Regions from separate parts of the Mus musculus genome. Here all the other regions are linked to region 1. A link is a contact called in public Hi-C data. All regions are on one chromosome and are shown on one strand. The core of a region is the stretch at or near the end of the contact, and the rest is flanking DNA. Distances in the headings are between cores, read along the strand shown. Region 1 overlaps Ccdc148 (coiled-coil domain containing 148). Region 2 has its middle 11 kb from the start of Upp2. Region 3 overlaps Ccdc148 (coiled-coil domain containing 148).

What was found. Hi-C and Micro-C count contacts between places; a contact is called where the count stands out from the background.
Region 2: a Hi-C map of liver shows a contact between it and region 1, with 6 times the contacts expected there. The contact joins two enhancer-like sites. A contact is called at or near these places in 9 of 484 Hi-C or Micro-C datasets (Kupffer cells, embryonic fibroblasts, embryonic stem cells and 3 more) and 3 of 115 datasets of contacts at active chromatin or transcription factors (bone marrow-derived dendritic cells, kidney and liver).
Region 3: a contact with region 1 is called in a Hi-C map of liver, with 2.4 times the contacts expected there. The contact joins two enhancer-like sites. A contact is called at or near these places in 6 of 484 Hi-C or Micro-C datasets (the C10 cell line, the Patski cell line, cerebral cortex and 2 more).

What each region holds. Positions count from the first base shown.
Region 1 is chr2:58,991,378-58,994,271 of GRCm38.p6, forward strand. The region is part of intron 8 of Ccdc148 (coiled-coil domain containing 148); the gene reads right to left. Among named protein-coding and RNA genes, the nearest start is that of Ccdc148, 170 kb to the right of the region's middle. Within about 2 kb of position 1,529, at least 9 of the 459 cell types and tissues checked have an H3K27ac peak or open chromatin away from gene starts, as enhancers often do. A contact at or near this core is called in liver, where this site is marked.
Region 2 is chr2:58,742,342-58,745,235 of GRCm38.p6, forward strand. It overlaps a transcript of Upp2 not described here. Among named protein-coding and RNA genes, the nearest start is that of Upp2, 11 kb to the right of the region's middle. Within about 2 kb of position 1,385, at least 14 of the 459 cell types and tissues checked have an H3K27ac peak or open chromatin away from gene starts, as enhancers often do. A contact at or near this core is called in liver, where this site is marked.
Region 3 is chr2:58,839,944-58,842,837 of GRCm38.p6, forward strand. All of the region lies in intron 12 of Ccdc148 (coiled-coil domain containing 148), which reads right to left. Among named protein-coding and RNA genes, the nearest start is that of Upp2, 86 kb to the left of the region's middle. Within about 2 kb of position 1,463, at least 23 of the 459 cell types and tissues checked have an H3K27ac peak or open chromatin away from gene starts, as enhancers often do. A contact at or near this core is called in liver, where this site is marked.

The sequences.
Region 1 (2,894 bases), core at 279-2,778:
GCCAAGTACCAGTGTGTGTGTGTGTGTGTGTGTGTGTGTGAATTAACGTTTCACACTATATAATTATATACAACTGTTACATGCCGGTTAAAAGTGAAAGGGATTTTGCTCGCTCATTTATCTCTTTGCTTTGTTTTGTCTTTTAATCAGGTGTAGGCATTAAGGATGCTAACAATAAAGCCTGCTTAGGGACTAGAGATCTGACTCAGAAGTTAAGAGCTAACTATTGCAGAGGACCTGAGTTTGGTTCTGTGCACCCACATCAGGTTAATAACAACCACTTGTAACTCCAAATCCAAGGGACTGCATGCCCTGTTCAGGCCTCCTTAGACACCTAGACTCTTGTGCACCCACACACGGATGCACAATATTAAAATCAAATCTTTTTTTTTAAGGACTGTTGAATTAAAGACATAACAAATGTTTTTACACTTTATAAGTTCTGACATGCAAATAAACAAAATTCAACGAAGTAAACTCAAAGAAAACATTGTGGCATGTTGCATAAAACTTAGACCCTGGGGCTAGAGAGATGGCTCAGCAGTTAAGATCATTTGATGCTCTTGCAGAGGACACAAGTTCAGCTTCAAGCACCCACATCAAGTAGCTCACAAATGCCGATAGCTCCAGTTCCAGGGCATCTAAGCCCTTTTCTGTCCTCCACAGGCATGTAACAACACGTACATACACACGTACATACATGCACACAGACTCATGTGTGTCCATATAAGTAAAAAATGTTTAAATCTTTTAACAGGGAGATTCATGATCTTTTGATAGGATGCATTCTGCTATAGGCAAAAAAAAAAAAAAAAAAAATTAAAACAAATATTTTATTCTTGCACCACCCCCAAAGCTAGTTTAGTAATTGCTAAATTTGTTTTCTGGTATGAGCTAACATTAAATTATAAACCCATAATTTTTATGCAACTTTTCTTTTAAAACAATGCTGCTAAAGCTATATGGCAAACAGAAAGTTGTGTGCAGTGATTACCCACCCTCCAACAGATGCAAAAGTCAGCAGTGAGTGGGGCTTTCCCCATGGACTGCACCAGGGAGGTGGCGACTGCAGTGGCCAACGTTGGCTGTCTGGGCTGGCTAACCGATGGGACTCAGCAGACCCTTGAAGACCAGAGGACTATGCTGCTTTCTCGGAACCTCTCCCTTTGATAATCACTTTTGGCACACAACCAACAGCGGTCCACATGTGGAGCTTGAGCCTGGTCGTGCTCGGGCACTGAACCTTCCCGACAGTTCTGGGAGTACATCGGACAAAATGCCCAGTGGTGGTTAAACTGTAATGTTTTAACTTGTGGCTTCGTTTGTCTGTGAACCAATGTCATCTCTGGTTTGCTATTTCCCTGCTTTCCTCTCACTGTGTTCATCGGGAGGAGACACATACACAGGCATCTGTTTGTTTAAACTTTTATGAGGCCATGTTGTCTTCTGGCACTGACTAGTCCCAGTTCATCCTTAGTAGCAATGGAGAATACCGTTTGCTTTGGCAAGGGGAAATGTGTGTGTTTCTCTTTTTACTGAAGGACAGTGAGAGAGGTGAGCTGTGTTGGTAAACATGGGAACACGAGGAAAGATCATGAACAGGACCCTGGCCATGTGCCCTTGGGACAGCAATCTCTAAGGCCTTATCATTAAGTCTAGTGATGAAACAAATGGTGAAGCATGTTATAGTTTGTGCTGGCCTTGGTACAAGACTGAGACTCCAGCATTGGCAAGTAGGGGGATCAGGAGCTCAGGATCACATGCTTTCGTGAGTTGGAGGTCAGCCAGGTATGAAGAGTCAGTCTTAAAACAAACAAAAGGGAGAGAGGGAGAAGAGGAGGGGAGAGGAGGGGAAGGGAGGAGGTGAAAGAGGGGAGGGGAGGGGAGGGGAGGAGATGAAAGAGGGGAGGGGAGGGGAGGGGAGGGGAGGGGAGGAGAGGAGAGGAGAGGAGGAGAAACCTAAAAGGAGAAGAAAATGAAAATATAACTTAGGTTGATTTTCTGCAAGGAAATATAACAATATTCTTAACAATATTCTTTGACTCAGAATCTCCATTTCTGAAATCCAACTGAAGAGATTAATCATTCATATATATATATATATATATATATATATATATATATATATATATATATATATATATATATATATCAGTGGCAAGCAAGCCATTTCAAAGTTTCTAAAAGAATATCAGAATGTAGAATACCTACTACTCAAAAGTGAGGAACCTGAACAGAATAGCAACAGGTGGAATTCAAACTAGGGAAGTGGTGGATATGCTAATAGAGTTTTCCTTTTCATAAACAAAAGTGTTACTCTAGGGTCTCTCTTGGATTTATATTAACTTCATTTCTTCTCTTTGCCTACCTCTGTTTTTAAATTTTTCTGTAATGTAATTATTTCTGAATTCAGAGACAAATACACAAACTTGAAATGTTCCCAGAGCACTAAAGTGACACCTTGAACAGTGCTAACAAAATACGATGAATCGAAATAATTAGGTTGAAAAGCATGATCCTAGAGCACTGGCTATTTTGTGAGAGCTCACTGTTAAAGCAGTCAGATTCAGATCTCAGAATATTCATTATGAGCCAACAGTACAAAATTTAATATACCTATCAACAATAAATTATAAATCACTTGTGATCTTGCTGCTGTCGTCTACATATTGACTTCATCTCTGAAGCAACTGAATGGGCCAATCACACAATTATGTCTCAGCTATATGATTAATTCATCTAAATATAAGGATATTAAAGCTGTGATCTCTCTTTTGAGTCTAAAAGATGCAATTAAATTCGCCTTCCTGTTCTTAATGACACGCAGACCTAATTCACCACAGCAGAATCCAGAGTGTTTTGCCAGTATGATGGATGAAGGGTGAGGCTCCACT
Region 2 (2,894 bases), core at 135-2,634, 250 kb before region 1:
CTCACTTTTTCCTGGAAGGACATGGTGGTGGATTATGAAAGCCCCTTATTAAGCTAAGTACTATTCTTGGATATTGTGTAGCTAGAGTGGCTTAAACATTCCAACAACGAGTCTTGAAATATAAAGAAAACTCGTGGGCAAGTATTGGTCAAAAAATCGTTTGCAGGGAGTCCCTAGAGTCAATTGTCATGGGTGCCCATAGAATGGCAGTTGATAGCACTGCATTGTGTTAAAATTCTCAGGTGCTAGCAGTGCAAAACAGGTGTTGCATGGGAGAGGTCCCCAGCCTTTGGCAAAAGCAAATGCAAAGTCAGTGTCCAGGACCATGTCACAAGCCAATGTGTCCTAGATCCCCATGAAGGAAGCAGAGACTCATACAAAAATTACAGCTAAAACCAGGAAGCAATCCCCAGTCCAAGGAGGGGGGGAGACACAAGAGAAAAGTGAGAACAAGCAAGAATAAGGTAATTAAATGGTCTGAGACAAGTTAGGGGTTATCTAAGTTTAAAGTTATAGACAGAGGGACTTCAGGTAAGATGGAGCACTAGAAACAATATCACAGTGAGGCTGGTAACAGGCAAGGAATTAAAGGGAACAAGAATATTTTACACTCCATCCACTACTTCGCTAGCCCATGAATGGATCTGGTCAACACCCCAGACCGTGAGACCATCAGACCCACTGACTTTTTCCACCATCGGACTGGACCTGCTGCTGTGATTCTAAATACAACCATTAGCTGCCTCCACTATAGTGCGGTTCTCCTCTGACCCGACCAGTCATTCTAGGCTAAAAGACTCTAGCTAGGACATCTACGAAATCATGGCAGTAGAGGTTTCGTAGAAGGGGTTTCTAGTGCTACCAGGGTCACCGTCAGTACAAGGCAAAGCTTTGGGAGCTAAGCCAACTTGATCTACATAGTAATCTCCAACTGGAGATACATAACCAGACCCTTTTTCAAAACCAACCTAAACCAGAGTCAAACTCAGTGTTAGAGCTTTGATGTGCAGTCGTCTCATGATTTTCATGGATCCAAGGTTTTGTCACTCTCCCATGGCTCTATCAGGAGGCAGCAGGAACTACATGTGGGCTGGAAAGGGAAGTACTCTTCAAGAATGTATGGGGACATCAGCCCCCTCCTCTCTCTTTCCTTCCTCGCTGCCACAAGGTGAATGGTTTTGTCTGATTCCCACCATGTGTGCCTCTTACATATACAGAGAAACACAGCCATGTGACTATGGATGAAAACCTCCACAGTGTGAGCCAAAATAAATATTTTCCCTTAAGCCATTTCTCATGGGTATTTTGACACTGTGGTGGAGTGCTGACTAATTCAAAGTGCAAGGGCAGGAACACCTGGCACTGTCTTATTTTTTCCCCATTTTCTTGATGAAATTGGTGACATAATCAGAAAGGGCAGGGCAGGACAGCTGTTTATGAGGCGAGGGTTCTGTAGGACACTGTGAAATTAAGCAGAATAAGGCATGGCTAATCACCAAGAGCGCAGCTGAGAGTTGGCCCAGCTAGGTCAATCACAGCTAGGAAATGAGTGGACAGTCCAGGTAATCTCCTCAGCTTGTAGCAAAGTGGCAAATAGAATACACTAGATAAGACACTAACAGGACAGGCTGAAGCAACCTAGTAGATATCTACTGCAAACACCAGAAGACTCCTGGAAAGACGGCAAGCTACAGTGCCTCTGTGTGAGCTGAAGAAAGGGGGAGTCAGAATGAGAAGATAGAGGCTTCATCCCACAGACAAAAATTGAGGGGAGTCTTTGAAGATCCACAAAGGAAGCCAGGCAACACTGGGTAACAGCAAAAACAAAGTCATGGGGCACAGAGCAACAAGCCAAGTGCATCCTCAGCCTCCCAGCCCTTCCCTAGGGGAAGGGAGCTCGGAAGCTAATTTCAGTAGGTAAGGCAGATGAAAGCCAGCAGTCCTGCCCTCTGGATAAGCCCACAGACCTCTTTGGCCTCAAATCCAGTTGTGGGCTTTGGTGTTAGAGCAAAGCTTCTGGCAGACAGATTAGGCACAGAGAGAAATCCGTTTTCACACAGCGGGTGACCTGGAGAAGCCTTGCTGGGCTCCATAGTAAGAGAGAATCTGTGGTAAAAATTGAGCAACTCCAGAGACGGGGTGATCCATAAGCCGGAGAGCCTTATCCTGCTGTATCCCACAAGTGAGGGAAGGCTTGGAGGGACAATGTAGAGAGCCAGGAGCTTTGGATAGTGATAAGCTCAAGGGTGACCGGAGGCTGGATCAGTCTGGGCAGTGCATGGTGAGAGCTACATCCATCTTGTCTGAGAATAGCTCTCCGAAGTTGAGAATAAAGCTGGAGTTTGATAACTCTTGAGGCCAGGAGGGAGATCAATTTTTTTTTGTCTATCTGCTTTTCTCTTAAGCCCAAAGACTCTGATGTGCTAGAGATTGGTATCACCTCAGGCAGGTACTAATACCCACAAGGTCTGGACAGTATGAAGGCAGGTCCTCTGGCTGTGCAGGTCTTAGTGATACTCATCCCCAACACACTGGGAGACACCCCATCAGCTAACCATTGGCCATTCCATCCAGAATGACATGGACAGTAACAGGAGGGTGGGAGAGTCTATCCAGACGCAGATGGCAAAGCTAACTGTGGTCAGATGAGGCTCCTGATAATACAAAGGGAGAAACCACCAGCTGGGAGGGCAACCATGGCAGGCACACGCAGATTCCTCCACAACTCAAACCAAGGGAATGACAAGGCTCCCCAGGTTTAGCTGAACCCCCGACTCCATGAGCATCTCTGGGAGCCTCCAACTTCTAAGGACACAAAGGAACTGCTCCGATACTTCATTTTCTCTTCTTCATTAGATTTTTTTTGTGATTTTACTGTTCTCATTCATATGTTC
Region 3 (2,894 bases), core at 213-2,712, 150 kb before region 1:
CAGGAGCCAATACACGTAATTCTTGTCCCTAGTACCCTGCTCCCAAAACGACCCTCTTCCTTACTTTCATTTCAGCCTCCATTTCAAACTACCCCATCATGCTCTTCTCCCATCCATACAAGTTCTTCAAGTGGATGAGAATGTATCTAATGCTGACCCCCTTGTTAGATGCCATCTTCCTTTCCTTACTCTTTCTACAGAACCACCTTGTAATTGAAGAAGCTATACTCTCTGTTGTCAGTTCCTTCCTCATTTTCTCCATGCTGGCTATAGTCAGGCCTGGCCTCTGTTCACTCTGGAAGCCACTCTGCAATGTTACCACAGGCTCCAAATTGTACATGCATGGGTCTCTTTCAGATCCTCTCTCCCTGTCAGACCTGTTGGCAATGCCCATACTGGTGGCCACTTCTCTCTTGGAACATGTCCCCTCTTTCTGCTGCGCCCCCAAAACTCGATCTCTAGGTCCTTCCCATCTGTCCATCCAAGGCTTCAACATAAATTTTCTTATTTTCGCAATTAAGAAAAAAACTCTTAGAAACATAGCCAACTCACTGAAAGCCTTGGATTCTCCTCTCCTTCAAAGCTGCAAATCCTTTGATCTTTTCTTTCTGTTGTAAGTTCAGGATTCCTCTCAGGCAAATCCCACAAGAACAACAGCACTACACTGCCAGTTAAATGCAGAGCTACTGACTTATGGACAGCCAGTGACGTTGGATATAACCAACTGACACTATCTTGTAAAAACTTAGGAACAGAGATTCATGACAAGTCTAAATACAAACCCTACGGGCCTCTTTGCAGCCCTGGAGCAGCGAGCCTCATGTATCTTGGTTAGAGCTAAGATTCTGTACAGTCAGTAATTTGCAGATCGCTATGTCTCAAGGACAGACAGTTAAGTTTGCACTAATAATACCTTATAACACAAATGTAAAAACTCAGCCTAAAATATTCATAGCAGAGTCATTTTAGCTACATAAAAAGCCTAAGAAAAGCACTCACAGAATGTATTACTTTGAGCAAGATGACATCTTGGGGCCAAGAAAGTCTCTTATATAATTAAGGAAATGACTGAGGTGGTTTCCTATTTTGATTTATTAGCTAGAAAGTACCTTACAAGTTGGAGATGTCTTCTAAAAATAATGACTTAACTATTAAAATAGTTGACTTTTTAATCCTCTCCTCCTAACAGAAATTGAAAGCCAGAGCCAACTGCCTATTATGGCCAAATCTAGAAGTTAATAATTAAACTGCACTGTGGTAGACATCTGTTGTTTTGAATCTCTCGAGCACTTACTGTGGTAGTTAAGAATTGTCTCCCAGAGGCTCCAGTATTTGAATATGTGGTCCCCAGTTGGTGGGGCTATTTGGGGAGGTTTAGAAGGAATAGTCTTACTGGAGGAATAGTGTCACGGTGGGAGAGGGGAGTCTTGGAGAGCGTAAGGACCTATTTCTAATTTGTTTTCTCTATTTTGTACTTGCAGCTGAGGGTGTGAGCTCTTAGCCATTAGCTGACATGCCTGCTGCTTGCTGTCGTGCTGCCCCACCACAAAGGACTCTTACTCTCTAGAACCAAAAGGCAAAATAAGCTATTCCTTAAGTTGTGTTGGCCATTGTGGTCATTTGAATGAGGACGTCTCACATAGGTTCATATGTTTAAATACATGGTCCCCAGTTGGTAGAACTGTTTGGGAAGGATTAGGAGCTAGGACTTGGTTGGAGGGGATAGGCTTTGGGGTTTCAAAAGACCTGTGCTATTGTCAGTGTATTTTCTACCTCCTGTTTGTGGTTCAAGATGTGAGCTCTCACACTGTTCCAGCTGCCTGCTGCATACTACTTCCACAGAGATGGCCACTGTGTGGTTGGCTCTGAGTGAGCATGTGACTTCTGCTGAGACAATGAGAATCTTTCTCTGCAACTTCTATTATGGATACTGAAAAAGAAAAATTTTCTCTCTGAGGTCACTATGCTAGAAAGATCTGCACCTGGAGCTGCTTGTAAACAGGCCTCCTCTCCCTCCTAGAGTCCAGTGCATCCCTGTGGAGGAACAATGAACACATATCCATGAACAATAAGATGCTGGAAAAGGAGGGGGAAGGCAGGAAGGACCCAAAGCACATGTTGACTCTCTGAAACAAAACCCAATCCTGGGCACCCATGCTTTCTACCTAAGCTAGTTTATGTCAGCCTCTGTCAGATTCTGAGGGAATCCTGACTAATAAACATTTCATCTTATGAAAAAAGAGACTGTAGGAAAGTGTCTATAACAGACTAGCATACTAGCTCTGTGAGGTGGTACCTTTTAGTAAGTGAAATCCTAAGGAAATGTGTATCGTTTCATGTGGGCATGGCTGTGTCAAGGACTCCAATGTCTCAGCCCCATGGCAAGACCTCCCCTCCTCTCAGTGAAGCTGGGAGGGCTGATCGCTTTTCCCCGGTCTGTGTGCCCATGTTGAGAGTGTGTGTGCTGAAAACATCTGCCATAGCTTTCTATCCCGGATTGCTTTTATTGAGAGCAGATAAACCTGCCTGCTAGTTCAGTCAAATATAATAGCCCTGTTTCCTTGTTTGTGTCTATTAGTAACCCAATCTCCTTGCTCAGCTGTATACAACAATCCCACATCCCTGTCTACCTGTATATAACAAACGTGCTGAGCTTTCAGGGTGCTGTGGCTTTTCCATGACAGAGTCCACACCACCTGGTCCCCTTTGTCGCAAGGGTGTGACACCTACTGGCTCATTTCCCATATGTATGACTCACGGAGTGTAACTATCCCACAGGATAATAACATGTGGATTGTGATATACGTGTCCAAGTCAGTTTTGGGAAACCTAACATGAAGTATAAAAGGTATCTTCATAGAGAAGTTGCTCATATTTGCAGTACTTTGGTGGCA